2 separate regions of the Mus musculus genome follow, and region 2 is linked to region 1. A link is a contact called in public Hi-C data. All regions are on one chromosome and are shown on one strand. The core of a region is the stretch at or near the end of the contact, and the rest is flanking DNA. Distances in the headings are between cores, read along the strand shown.

Evidence for each region. Hi-C and Micro-C count contacts between places; a contact is called where the count stands out from the background.
Region 2: a contact with region 1 is called in a Hi-C map of bone marrow-derived macrophages, with 21 read pairs. The contact joins two enhancer-like sites. A contact is called at or near these places in 1 of 15 datasets of contacts at CTCF or cohesin (CD8 T cells), 1 of 484 Hi-C or Micro-C datasets (bone marrow-derived macrophages) and 2 of 9 other capture datasets (adipose tissue and liver).

What each region holds. Positions count from the first base shown.
Region 1 is chr11:51,802,597-51,809,965 of GRCm38.p6, forward strand. No RefSeq gene overlaps it. Among named protein-coding and RNA genes, the nearest start is that of Sar1b, 43 kb to the left of the region's middle. Within about 2 kb of position 2,770, at least 254 of the 459 cell types and tissues checked have an H3K27ac peak or open chromatin away from gene starts, as enhancers often do. A contact at or near this core is called in bone marrow-derived macrophages, where this site is marked.
Region 2 is chr11:52,025,763-52,033,131 of GRCm38.p6, forward strand. Cdkl3 (cyclin-dependent kinase-like 3) reads left to right here. Exons shown (of 14, transcript NM_001166654.1): 7 at 77-165; 8 at 997-1,156; 9 at 1,251-1,579; 10 at 4,080-4,173; 11 at 6,600-6,762. Among named protein-coding and RNA genes, the nearest start is that of Cdkl3, 25 kb to the left of the region's middle. Within about 2 kb of position 3,774, at least 7 of the 459 cell types and tissues checked have an H3K27ac peak or open chromatin away from gene starts, as enhancers often do. A contact at or near this core is called in bone marrow-derived macrophages, where this site is marked.

The sequences.
Region 1 (7,369 bases), core at 1,520-4,019:
GTTGTGGATTCTCGAATGAAACACACACACACACACACACACACACACACACACACACACACAGAGTCTTATGTTTAATACACCCTACGAAGCTCAATGGCAGGACCACTCCCAAATCCCCATGCTGCTAGCACACCCTTCCCTCCAATATTCCCGAGTTATTACTTACTAAAACCTATATTGCATCCTGACTGCCCAGTCTACAGTCCTCCTGACCACAATCCCTGACTCTTACATGTTGGCTGTCTCTCTGTCCCGTACTTCTCAGACTTGACCCTTCTGCTTCCCCGGCATGGTGGTATTAAATCCTTCTTCCCTGGCTTCCCTTGCCCGGGAAATCTAAAGTCTTGCCTCCGTCTCCCTGCCTACTAGTCACCGGCAACTTTATTTACCAATTAGAAATAACTGGGGACCGGGACCCGCAGCGTCTTACACGGAGGAGTCTCCGTTCTTGAGCAATTTGGGAACCCATAGTGCAAGCATTAAACCAAATCCACCACGCTCTCCTCTCATCTTGTGAATTCTGACGTCAAACTCAGGTCATCAGGCTTGGCAGCACCGTTACCGCTAAGCCGCCGGCCCTCACCTGTTTCTCTTTTCTTTTCTTTTCTCTTCTTTTCTTTTCTTTTCTTTTCTTTTCTTTTCTTTTCTTTTCTTTTCTTTATTTATTTATTATATGTAAGTACACTGTAGCTGTCTTCAGGCACTCCAGAAGATGGCATCAGATTTTGTTACGGATGGTTGTGAGCCACCATGTGGTTGCTGGGATTTGAACTCAGGACTTTTGGAAGAGCAGTCAGCGCTCTTAACCGCTAAGCCATCTCACCAGCCCCTTCTCTTCTCTTCTCTTCTCTTCTCTTCTCTTCTCTTCTCTTCTCTTCTCTTCTCTTCTCTTCTTCTCTTCTTCTCTTCTTTTTTTTTTGTTTTTTGTTTTTGTTTTTTTGTTTTTGTTTTTCAAAACAGGGTTTCTCTGTATATCTGTATAGCCCTGGTTGTCCTGGAACTCACTTTGTAGACCAGGATGGCCTCGAACTCAGAAATCTGCCTGCCTCTGCCTCCCGAGTGCTGGGATTAAAGGTGTGTGCCACCGCCACCGCCACCGCCCAGCCCTCACCCATTTCTTACCCACCATAAGTTCTTTAGGTTCAGTACTGATTCCAACACGAACCTTGTATGACACTTGTTTTCTAAGCTAAGATTAGAGCCATCGTCCACAAGGCTCACAGACTAGCAGACCAGAAAAGCTTATTTGGAGTCAGGACTATCCTCAAAATGGCAGACTGGCCTTTGAGCTTACACACTGACACGTGTGTGGTACTGTGGGAACTCTGGTCTGAAGTAAAACTAGAACATACGCTAGGCTGAACACAGTTCAGTCGTAGAACAGAAACATGACTAAGGCTCTGGGTTCGATCCCCAGCAAAATACAAATAAAAATACAAAAGTAATAAGTGACTATGTTACAGACAAGCTGAAGTTACTGAAACAGAGGCAATGTCTACCTGAGAAGCACCTGACTGAGCCCTGAGGTGAGACTCTTGATACAGCTGAGATCATATCTGACCAGTCTTCATATTAACCCCTGGCCTGGGACTGGCTAGGCCTGAACAAGATGGTGCAGTCCATCCCATGTGCAGGGTATAGTAGAGGCACAGGAAAGGTCACCCTGGAAATGACTGCATTCAGAAAGGTGGCGGCAAGATGCTTCGACTGTTAGAAAATTGCTTCATGGCTGCCTAGTCAAACTGAACTGGACTAGATGTTTATGCTGTGAGGACCCTAGAGGATCGTGAATAGGATGCATTTGGGAGGCTGGCAGCTCACGATTGTAATCCTGTGACCCTAACAGTCTTTACAGGTGAAGCTGGTCTAGAGACTCGTCTCTGACTACTCTCAGGCTATTGAAACAAATGAAACAAGGGTCCCAAGAAGGAAAAGGTTGCAAGCCCTGGTGCTGGCTGAAGGAAGAACTTGCCTCCTGGAGAGAGATTTAATTCTGACAACTGTTAGCCCACCTGAGAGGACAGACAATGATGGGTCAGGGATGGGTGGACCACACTTTGACCACAATGGCTTAGTTAAGCATGCTTCCTTCTTGCTTTCTATTCAAACCTAAACCTCATGTCAGGGCTGAAGATGGATTTTGGGCTGGGGGTGGAGGTCACTAAAGCTCTCTATCTGCTTCTCTTCCCAATGTGGCCACACCAACTAAATCTCCTTTGTCTGTTTTCACTAATGTCTATGTATTTAATGTACTGTGGATGAGTGGCAGAGCCTGTGGTGTTAGCCCTGTCAGAGCTCAGGCTTTGACCAGAATTACTCTACTCACAATCCCAGTATTGCCACAAGTTTAAGACTAGCCTGATGGGCTGGAGAAATGGCTCAGAGGTTAAGAGCACTGACTGCCCTTCCAGAGGTCCTCAGTTCAATTCCCAGCAACCACATGATGGCTCACAACCATCTGTAATGGGATCTGATGCCCTCTTCTGGGGTGTCTTTAGACAGCTACAGTGTACTCACGTACTTTAAATAAATAAATGAATCTTAAAAAAAAAAAAAAAAGACTAGCCTGAGTGAGACCTTATGGGGAGAGAGGGAGGGTTCCAGCTGCTGGAACTGAAGAGAAGGCTCAGTGCTTAAGTGAACTTGCTGCTCTTGGTTCTGGCACTAAAGAGTCCAACATCCACTTCAGTTCTCAGGTTTCTGTGAACATCAAGTGAGAGTTTCCTGCCAAAAGACTACATTTCCCATCGTCCCTTGCAGCCAGACCAAGGAGTTCCTGGAAGGGTGGGACTACAATGTAGCTGGTAGTTGTTTCCGCCTCACAAGGAACTGGAGTACTGTCTTCTGTAGGCATTTTGGCCACCCAGACGTGGGTGATGAAATGCTTCTTCACTGTGAATAAACACGGTCTCACTTAAGGTCCGACCAAACCTCGCTCTTACCCCCTTCAACCTCTCTACAGGAAGTAACCTGACACCAAGCACGTACAGGTGCACGTACATGAGGGCAAAACACTCATACACATGAAATAAAAATAAATAGTACCTAAAAAAACCCCTTCAGCTGTTGCTTAGGCCAACACATACCTACAGCAGCCTTGTCCGCCCACGGATCCTGGCAGGTGCCCAGCTGGGGACACTGTGGAGTCTCTAGTTAGGACGAAGAGTCTCACCTGGGGAGTTGAATTTAACTCAGAGGAGGCATTCTGGCCGCACGCCCCACTCCCCACCCCCTTTCTCTTCCTCCTGCCCGGGATTGGAGAGCCTGGCTACAGGCTTGTGTGGTCCAACTTCTCTCCTTAGAAAGTTGTAAGAAAGCCGCACGGTGGTGGTGCTTACTTTTAAGTCCAGCACTCAGGAGGTAGCGGCAGATATCTCTCTGTGGGTCTGAGGCCAGCCTGACACACAGTGAGTTCCAGGACCGCCAGGGCCACACAGAGAAACCCTGTCTCCAAAAACAAGTAAACAAGAGACACCCACTTCTGCCACATGGGCTCTGACTCCCTCTCTTCAGAGCCGTCTGACTGTCCATGGCATTTAGTAAGTCTTATGGCCTCCAAGTACAATTTCTGTCTCAGTGTCCTGTATCATATGTGAGAGAATTGAGGGGTGGGGATTAGGAATCGTCTACCCTGCTCCTCCTTAGCTCCCACAAACTAGCCAAAGTTGGATTCCACCAAAGTTCAGCCTAGGGAGCCAATGACTTCACTAAAGTTACTCACAGAGTAAGGATGAGGGGGTTGCAAAGGAGTATGGGTGATCTCTGAGAAGCGGCACTAGAAGGTGGGCACAAAAATGAATGGCTTCTGTGGTTGTATACATGGAGCCCCCTTCTTTCAGGTCTTCCAAGCCCCTCCTGAAACCCCCAAGGCCACACACAGTTAGGAAAGAACACAATTATGATCAGCTAGAAGGAGTATCTGGATAGTCAGGTGAAGGTCCCAAGACCCTCCATCCCTCCTCCCATGGGGAAACCTCAACAGCCAACAAGCTCAGCTATGCCTTTGGTTGTTTAATGATATTTTGCAGAGAAACCCATCAGCATGTCTGAAGGCAGCAGCCCTTTGTCTTGGAAAACAATCCTTTATAACAACAGCCAAGACCTTTCTGGAGACAGGAAGATGATTCTTCAGCAAGGAGTGGCCAGAAGCTGTGGCTGGAGGCAAGAGCTACGTCTTTGCAGCCCAATATCCCAAACAACTGATACCAGAACCAACTAGCCCCTTGGATTCTGCAAATAGCAGTGGGTAATGGGTGTTATGGGTGGTTTTTTGTTTTGCTTTGTTTTGTTTTGTTTTTTGTTTTTTTTTTTAAAGATTTATTTATTTATTATATGTAAGTATACTGTAGCTGTCTTCAGACACTCCAGAAGAGGGAGTCAGATCTTGTTACAGATGGTTGTGAGCCACCATGTGGTTGCTGGGATTTGAACTCCAGACCTTTGGAAGAGCAGTCGGGTGCTCTTACCCACTGAGCCATCTCACCAGCCCCTTGTTTTGTTTTTCAACAAGCTACTTTTCTCCCTTGTTTTCCTCTGCACATCTCTGGCTGACCTTCTGAGTCTCAAGTTGATCATAGCAGTCAATCCCTAATCCAGATTCCTTTCCCTGACCTGCTCTCAGGTTACAAGGTTTCAGGTGCCCTGGTGACCACAGCTGAGGAAGGCCCGAGCCACTCAGAAGGCTGGCAGCTGGGTCTCTTTGGCGCAAGCAGCTGACTGTCACATACACCTCGTCTCTCATCCCCACCAGCTGTTTCTAACTAGCCCCTGTCAGGAAACTGCACAAGGCTGGTACCTGCCCTAACCCCAGACCACAGTTGTCCTGGCAGGCTTATGAAGAACTCAAAAACAAACAGGGCTGGCTACCAGCTCAGATTCCAGGAAGTGCAAGTTGGTAAACCCGGTTCCTCTGGGCAACCGCCAGGTCGCTAGCATTCTTTCCCTCAAGACCTTTGGAAAATCATCAATTTGTCTGCTTTGTAAGAATGTGGTGTTAAAGGGGCTGGGAAGCTGGCTCAGCGAGCAGGTACAGACATGGTCTGCTCTTGTGGCGGCTCCTTTGGCTCTCAGCGTCCACTTGGGGCAGAGTACAACTCTCTGTAACTCCAGCTCCGAGTGACCTGAAACCCTAGGCACAGGGAGCATGTGTGCCCACACCCACACGTTGTTGATCATATGTATGATCAAAAGAGAAAACAAATCCACATTTTAAAAAGGATTTGGCTGTTAGGGTGCAGCCCAGGCCGCTGCTCAGGCCTCTTTCCGGCAGCAGCCTTGCCCTCTTACACAGACCAACTCTGGCTAACAGACTTCCAGAGACCCAGTTTGCACCTGGCAATTGACCACACATTCTGCTCTCCACCCTTTTCCTGGCCCCTGTAAGGGAATTTGAGAGTCTTGCAGTAAAACCACTCCCACCCTCAGAACACTAAGAGAAGACCCCCTCCTGCTTCTGCTATGCAGACCCTGATTCCTGTCTTCGGAGCCCCCATCCTGATGTCTGTAGTGCTGACTGTCTGCCATGGCAGGAATTAATTCTTCTAATAAACTTTGACCTCAGCAATCCATCTCAGTGGGCTTAAATCCACCTCTAGGTGATCTCTTGGCCACCCTGGATAAAAAGATCCAGGCAGGCATTTAGCAAACGAGGAGACGGCAGCTCCGAAGGGCCAGAGCGCAGGCCTGCACTTCTCCAGGAGCTCGAGGCCCACAGGACTCTTTATTTCTAGCGCATTCATAGTAGAAACCCACAGTCTTCTTTCACGGTGCATTCAAACACACCCTGGACACTCCGATGGCCACATACTGTCTGGTGGAAGCTCAGCAGGGAGGGGAGAATGAGTAGAGGCTATGGACTGAATACAAACTTGTGGACCAGCACAAGATAGCCTTGAAAAGGATGCCACTCAGATCACAAGCCTCAAAACCTGCCCGAGAAGGCCAGGCCTCATGGATGTCAACCTTCAACACCTCTGGGCCCTGGTCCCTGCTTTTCTTCATCCCTCTGACATCCACACATGGCTCATCCATCCATCCATTCATTCATTCATTTAACAATATCATGTAGTTCAGGCTAGCTTCAATTTCTTTTTTTTTTTTTTTTTTATTTTTTTTAAGAATTTAGACTGACCAATTCAGAGTCTGCCATTTATTTATTTATTTATTTATTTATTTATTTATTTATTTTTCGAGACAGGGTTTCTCTGTGTAGCCCTGGCTGTCCTGGAACTCACTTTGTAGACCAGGCTGGCCTCGAACTCAGAAATCCGCCTGCCTCTGCCTCCCAAGTGCTGGGATTAAAGGCGTGCGCCACCACGCCCGGCTCTTTTTTTTTTTTTTTTTTTACTTTTTTTTTTTCCATTTTTTTATTAGGTATTTAGCTCATTTACATTTCCAATGCTATACCAAAAGTCCCCCATATCCACCCACCCCCACTCCCCTGCCCACCCACTCCCCCTTTTTGGCCCTGGTGTTCCCCTGTACTGGGGCATATAAAGTTTGCAAGTCCAATGGGCCTCTCTTTCCAGTGATGGCCGACTAGGCCATCTTTTGATATATATGCAGCTAGAGTCAAGAGCTCCGGGGTACTGGTTAGTTCATAATGTTGTTCCACCTATAGGGTTGCAGATCCCTTTAGCTCCTTGGCTACTTTCTCTAGCTCCTCCATTGGGAGCCCTATGTAGCTTCAATTTCAACATATAGCAGAGGGGGTAGCCTTGTACTCTGAGATCCTCCTGCCTCTACCCCAGTGCTGGGCTGGAACCCAGGGCTTCCTTTACTCTATCTGCTGGTATCAAGAACCAGTTTTGCAGATCAGCTCCAAACCCAGGAATGTCACACATAGGTGACACCTGTTGCCATGACAACCACATACTTTCCCACAGTCCACTTCCCACACTTACCTGGTTACCTCACAGCCTAAATAAAAGACAGACCCTTCCCACCATCTCTCCCTTTCCCTTTGTCTTTCTTTCTCCTCTTTGTCTCCAATAAACTTGTGCCACGTGGAACTGCTTTGGCCTGGTGTGGTATGTCCGCTAACACATCACTATCAGCCCCTCAGATGGTTTTAGTTCCCACCCCCTATCGTCATCCCCTAGCAATGCTGAGGATGGAACCCAGAGTCTTATGAATGTTAGGCAAGTGCTCCATGACTGATCACTTCCCCAATTAATCCTATGCTTTCAATGGACTTCTCACTTAGCAACAGATGAGTCGGGGTCCATGGAATGCTCTGATTGGGCAAAAGACCCAGGCTGCATGGATTAAAATTTACCCATCTTTTTTTTTTTTCCCTGCCTGAGTCTAGATGCCCCTAGATTAAAAGCCTTCTAAAGGACCTGGATTATTGGCTCAGAGGTTAGAA
Region 2 (7,369 bases), core at 2,524-5,023, 220 kb after region 1:
ATGTCAAATGTTAAAGACTTGATTTTAGGGGCAGAACCAAAAACCTCATCTTTTATTAGACTTTTTTCTTTTTTAGGCTTGTTTACAAATTGATCCTGCTGAGAGGACATCATCTACTGATCTTTTGCGTCACGATTACTTTACTAGAGATGGATTTATTGAGAAGTAAGCATTTGGGGTCTTTCTAGTATTTTATATTAGGGGACTTACTAGAAGGGAAATCACTAGACAGAGCAATGTTACAAAACACAAATATTCAATTTAACAGAAGCCTAAGGGGGTTACTACGTCAGGTACTGCCCAGGTACATGGTAGGCAGCTAGCTTTTGTCACAGGGCTACAGGATTTGGCAGTGTACTACGATCCCATGCTACAGCTGCAGTTTCACCTCAGACTAGAGACCATGTTTAATTCAAGAGCTTTTTAAGGGTTGATGTCATTTACCTTTAAAGGGTTTATTTTATGTACGCACATGTGCATGTGTGGAAGGAGGCCTGTGTAAATGAGAAGAACAGTAGAGCTCCCAGAGGTGGAGTTAGAGACGCTGTGAGCCCCCTAACACGAGTGCTGCAACTCGAACTCTGTGTCAGTCTAAAGACGTGAAGAGTTTCTGTAGCAAAACTCAAAGTGACGTTTCAATAGATCCACGTCTCAAAGGGAATCTGATGTAAGTCTGTTTTATAAGTTTTATGTGGTAGATTTCCCCAGCAAAATGTCCGTAAGATCTGCTGCCTGCACACACTTATTATAAGGTAAATAGTTACACCATCTTGGCTGGATATGGTGACGCCTGTCATCCTAGCACTCAGGAAGATGAAGCTTGATACCAACTTAGGCCACACAATGAGATCCTGTCACAAACAAACAAACAAATAAAAACAGTGCCTTCTCTTGGCACCAGTTACTATTATACAGCATCTTAATGCTTGATTGAATGCTTCTATTAAAATAAACCATATAGAAAAGATGATTGCTTAATATTGCTTGATTCATCAGATTCATACCAGAGCTGAGAGCTAAATTATTACAGGAAGCAAAGGTTAATTCATTTATAAAGCCAAAAGAGAATTTTAAAGAAAATGAACCTGTGAGAGATGAGAAGAAATCAGTTTTTACCAACACCCTGCTCTATGGAAATCCATCACTTTATGGCAAGGTGAGCTCCTCCTTGCCCTTTCGTTTCAGCCTGTGTAGCTGCACAGGCTTAGGACGCTAATGACAGCAGATTCTCTACATCTCTCCTCTTCTAGGAAGTGGACAGAGACAAAAGGGCCAAGGAGCTCAAAGTCAGAGTCATTAAGGCCAAAGGGGGCAAAGGAGATGTCCCAGACCAGAAGAAGCCAGAGTATGAAGGCGACCACCGCCAGCAGGGCACAGCTGATGACACACAGCCCTCATCACTGGACAAGAAGCCTTCTGTCTTGGAACTGACAAACCCTCTCAATCCCAGTGAGAATTCTGACGGTGTCAAAGAAGACCCACACGCTGGGGGTTGTATGATAATGCCACCTATCAACCTGACAAGCAGTAATTTGTTGGCCGCAAATCTCAGTTCAAACCTTTCCCACCCCAATTCACGGTGAGCTAGAGTGAGAGGAGACTTGATTAAGTCAACTGTCCTCCTGTCTGGTGCATTGCAGGCCACTTGGACAGTGACAGTGTAGGCCAACTCTGAAAAGGGTCTTCTCGGGTAGCAATCGTGTAGTAGCAGGGCATTCACTGAGGAGTTCTTGGGAATGTTGTTAAATGAGAAGTTTTTTTCTTATTTATATAGGTATTAAACTTTTTTTTTTTGAGACAAATTGCCACAGAGTCCAGACTATCCTAGAACTTGCTTTGTAACCCAAACTGGCCTCAGATAGTGGTCTCCCAGCCTCAGCCTCCTCAGAGATGGGATTGCAGATGTATGCCATCATGACCAACTTAGATATTTAATTGCTCACTGATATCTTTGGGATAGACTTAAAAATAATTATTTTGCCGGGCATGGTGGCGCACGCCTTTAATCCCAGTACTCAGGAGGCAGAGGCAGGCGGATTTCTGAGTTTGAGGCCAGCCTGGCCTACAAAGTGAGTTCCAGGACAGCCAGGGCTATACAGAGAAACCCTGTCTCGAAAAACCAAAAAAAAAAAAAAAATGTCTGTATGTGTCCCTAAGTATTCGTATGAGCACCACCACATTCATTCAGTGTCTATGAAGGCCATGGGGCATCCCCTGGAGCTGCACTTACAGGCTATCGTGAGCCACCCAATATGGGTGCTAGGAACTGAACCCAGGTCCTGTGCATGGACAGTACTCTCAATGGCTGAGCCTGGAATATCTTTTTTAAAGAAAAATATCTTCTATTTGAAGAGAAAAGGGATGGTTTCACTTAAGTTTTTGGCATCCATGTGCCTTGGTGTGTTAGTCTACTTAGTATTGCTATGCCAATAACTGATACTGTATGGACATAGGCTGCTTCATAGCGTTGTCTGGCTCATGGTTATAGTGACTGGAGCATCCAGCAGCGTGATGCCACTGCTCTGGCAAGGGCTCCTTGGCTGTTTTACATCATAGCAAAGGAGGAGGCAAGAAACTGACCACATGTAGGAATAACGTGTGTGCCAGTACAGGAGAAAGATTTCAGGGAAGGTGCCAGGGTCCTTTATAAAGACACTCTTTTTTTTTTTTTTTTTTTTTTTTTTTGGTTTTTCGAGACAGGGTTTCTCTGTGTAGCCCTGGCTGTCCTGGAACTCACTCTGTAGACCAGGCTGGCCTCGAACTTAGAAATCCGCCTGCCTCTGCCTCCCAAGTGCTGGGATTAAAGGCATGGGTCACCACGCCCGGCCTAGAGAAATTATATTCTTTTTTTTTAAGATTTATTTATTATGTATATGTAAGTACACTGTAGCTGCCTTCAGACACTCTCATTATGGGTGGTTGTAAGCCACCATGTGGTTGCTGGGATTTGCACTCAGGACCTTCAGAAGAGCAGTCAGTGCTCTTAACCATCTGAGCCATCTCTCCCGCCCCAAGACCCTCTTTTATGGAGCATCCCTCAAGTGCAAGAATGCCTCCTAAGGAAAAGATCATCAATCCATCTTGAGATTTAGTCACCTCCTTTTTGAGAGTCCTCACCACTTGCAGGCTCCACCCCTCTCACCACAGCACACTGGGAACAAAATTCCAGTATTCGGACCATTGGAGGGCAAACTATATCTAACCATAGCACTCAGTACTGCAAAGATAGCTTTATTTCTGCCTCATAGCAGATTCTCTCAATGGAGAAAGAATAGTCCAGAATAAGGCCTTCATAGCAAATAGCCTTTCAGTTGTCAGGCTGTTGGTAGGAAAGCAGTGTCAGGCCAGTTGTAGGTTTAGAGCCTCTGCTGCAGATTGAGAGACTGATAGTGAGGTTGCTGGGGTTGGGGACTGGTGAGAGACAGTGTAGACATCAGGTCTTTTTGCAGACTTACACTAGAAGGTACCAATGGCCCAACCAGAGGCCGGCAGACTGACTTAGGCTATGGGCTGTGAGGATGAGCAGTCTGTCTGGATCAGCCAGTGGACTTGTCTGTAAGTCCAAAGGCACATTGGACCACAGGTTGCAGTAACCTAAGTGTTCTTGAGGTGATCTCTGAGATGCACTGCCAGTAAACCATGGTTGTAAGCCAGTCTCAGACAAGTCTAAAAATGCAGAACTCCAGAAGTTAAATGGTCCGAGTTTAGAATAGGTACAGGGAACAAATGGGCCCCAAGAGTCATTTCCTGACGTCTTCACCAGCAGTTAGTCACGCAATGCTTGTCCTGGTCTAGAGTTCTCAGAACTTCAGACTCAAAAGTGTTTTCTGAGACTCAGTGTTCTAATAGTATCGAGGCTAGCCTGGTCTACAAAGTGAGCTTCAGGACAGCTAGGGCTACACAGAGAAACCCTGTCTCTAAATAAATAAATAAATATCCTCAGCCAGCCACTTGAGTGCCAATGTTCTTGGTGTTTATAGCCTGGCCCACTGTATATAACTTACTTACTTGTTCTTAACACTAACAGAAGGACAATTCTGGGAGGTTCTAATCACTTCTCATTTATTTTTAATTAATAGGTTAACTGAAAGAACAAAAAAGAGACGCACTTCTTCACAAACTATTGGACAGACTTTGTCTAATAGCAGACAAGAGGACACAGGTCCCACACAAGTAAGACAAGATACTAGTATTAAAATACGAACTTTGGGCTGGGGAAATGTCTCGGTGTGTAAAGTGCTAGGCGAGCAAGCACAAGGCTTGGAATCTGGATCCACAACACCTTGTGAAAACCTGGGCACGGCAGTCCATGCCTGTGAGCCCAATGCTGAGGAGTCAGAGAGGAGGGTCCTGTAGTCCATGCCTGTGAGCCCAACACTGGGGAGTCAGAGAGGAGGGTCCTGTAGTCCATGCCTGTGAGCCCAACACTGGGGAGTCAGAGAGGAGGGTCCTGTAGGCCATGCCTGTGAGCCCAACACTGGGGAGTCAGAGAGGAGGGTCCTGTAGTCCATGCCTGTGAGCCCAACACTGGGGAGTCAGAGAGGAGGGTCCTGTAGGCCATGCCTGTGAGCCCAACACTGGGGAGTCAGAGAGGAGGGTCCTGTAGTCCATGCCTGTGAGCCCAATGCTGAGGAGTCAGAGAGGAGGGTCCTGTAGGCCATGCCTGTGAGCCCAACACTGGGGAGTCAGAGAGGAGGGTCCTGTAGGCCATGCCTGTGAGCCCAACGCTGGGGAGTCAGAGAGGAGGGTCCTGTAGGCCATGCCTGTGAGCCCAACACTGGGGAGTCAGAGAGGAGGGTCCTGTAGGCCATGCCTGTGAGTCCAATGCTGATGAGTCAGAGAGGAGGGTCCTGTAGGCCATGCCTGTGAGCCCAACGCTGGGGAGTCAGAGAGGAGGGTCCTGTAGTCCATGCCTGTGAGCCCAACGCTGGGGAGTCAGAGAGGAGGGTCCTGTAGTCCATGCCTGTGAGCCCAACGCTGGGGAGTCAGAGAGGAGGGTCCTGTAGTCCATGCCTGTGAGCCCAACACTGGGGAGTCAGAGAGGAGGGTCCTGTAGTCCATGCCTGTGAGCCCAACACTGGGGAGTCAGAGAGGAGGGTCCTGTAGGCCATGCCTGTGAGCCCAACACTGGGGAGTCAGAGAGGAGGGTCCTGTAGGCCATGCCTGTGAGCCCAACACTGGGGAGTCAGAGAGGAGGGTCCTGTAGGCCATGCCTGTGAGCCCAACGCTGGGGAGTCAGAGAGGAGGGTCCTGTAGTCCATGCCTGTGAGCCCAATGCTGAGGAGTCAGAGAGGAGGGTCCAATCCAGCCAAATCAATGAGCTCCCGGTAGATTGAGAAACCTTGTCTTCAAAAATAAGGTCAGAGCTATCCAGAAAGACATCCACTGTAACCTCTGGATTCCATAAGCTTGTGCATGTACACCCTCACACACATGTACACATGTCAGAGCATGAACACACAAACATGCAATGAATACGTTAATAAAATATGGCCTCTTTAAACATCTATCTTTTTTTCTGTAAGTTCTCACATTAAAAAAAAAATCCCTTTCAGGGCTGGAGAGATGGCTCAGCAGTTAAGAGCATGGGCAGCTCTTGCAGAGGACCTGAGTTCAGTTCCCAGCACCCACATGGCAGCTCACAGCTGTCTGTAACCCCAGTTCTAGAGGATCTGGATCTCACACAGACATACATGCAGGCAAAACACCAATGTATGCAAAATAAATCTTTGAAAAACATTCTCTCCCTCCTATCCTTTCTCCCATTTTTCCCTTCTTTCTTACCTGTGTTGGAACTAGTCCAAGATTTTGCAGGGACCAAGCGAGCATTTTTCTTTTAGATGTATTTTATTTTATATGTGATTACCTACTGGTGCTCATGTAGACCAGAAGAGGGCATTGGTTCCCCTGGAACTAAGAGTTGTGCATGGCTGTGAGCCACCATGTGGGTGCTGAGAATTGAACCCTGGTCCTTTGCAAGAGCAATAACTGCTCTTAACCACTGAGCTGTATCTGTACCATCTTATTCTTTATCTTAAATTGTTTACTAAGGTATGGCTTCCATCTTTACAAATCACAAGACGTGCTTTTCTCTTTCAAAAATATTTTCCTGGATTTAGATAGAGTTTCTAGGTAGTTAATAGATGGAGTTTCCTTACTCTGGAAGTACTAGCCATATCTTTCTCTTTTTCGCCCATCATTTCTTTACATAGTACAATCAGTTTATAACATTCAAGGCACAGCATTATTTATAATAGCATAAAGTTGAAACATCCGGGTAGGGGTGCTGCACACATTTAATCCCAGCATGCAGGAGGCAGAGGCAGGAAGACCTCTCTCTGTTAGGTTGAGGTCAGCTTGGCCCACAGAAGTGAGTTCTAGGAACAATCAGGGTGGTTACGTAGAGAAACCCTATCTTTAACAACAACAACAACAAAGTCAAGATTGTGGTTTTCTAAATCAAGAACAGTAAATGGACTAAAAACCTCACTTGGAAAATGTCCCTGGGAGTCTGGCTGCTTCAGTGTTAGTATTGCTCTGGTCTGCTGATTTGTGTGTCACCCACAGTTCTTCTTACTAACTGGTACTTGTTTGTCTAGGTCCAAACAGAGAAAGGTGCATTTAATGAGCGAACAGGTCAGAATGACCAAATATCGAGTGGGAACAAAAGAAAGCTGAATTTTCCCAAATGCGACAGGAAAGAATTCCATTTCCCTGAACTGCCATTCACAGTGCAGGCGAAGGAGATGAAAGGGATGGAAGGTATGTAGATGCTCGCTAAGGGGTGGGGCTGTTTGTGAGGACACTTACCGGGAGATCTTTGTAGAAGTAACCAGTTGCTTTGAAAAAGTAGGCGAAATAAAGAGTCAGACTTGTTTTGTTTTGTTTTGTTTAGGCAGGGTCTGTGTGTTTCCGGCTGTCCTGGAGCTCACTATATAAACCAGGCTGGCCTGAACTCTCAGATATCTGCCTGCTTCCTCCTTCAGAGTGAGTGCTGGGACTAAAGGTCTACTGTGCCCAACAAGGGTCAGACTTAATAATGATAATTGTAAAGAAAGGTAAAGACAACCAGAAATGGTAAATGTTCTGTTAGCTTAATGTTGAGATGTTGGAGCAGAATTTGAGGAAGACAAACTTACATAACGTTCCATACATAATGTGGGGAAAGCGCTTTTCTGCTCAGTTCCCGGAAGTGTTATAGATGATTTGGGCATGCAGGGATTTCATAGATTTTTTTTCTAAATGTAGAATTTATCATAACTTTATTATATCTTAAGGGCTAGTGAGATGGCTTAGCAGGTAAAGGCACTTGATGCCTTGATGGCCTGAGTTTGATCATGGGATTTACATTGTAGAAGGAGAGGACTGG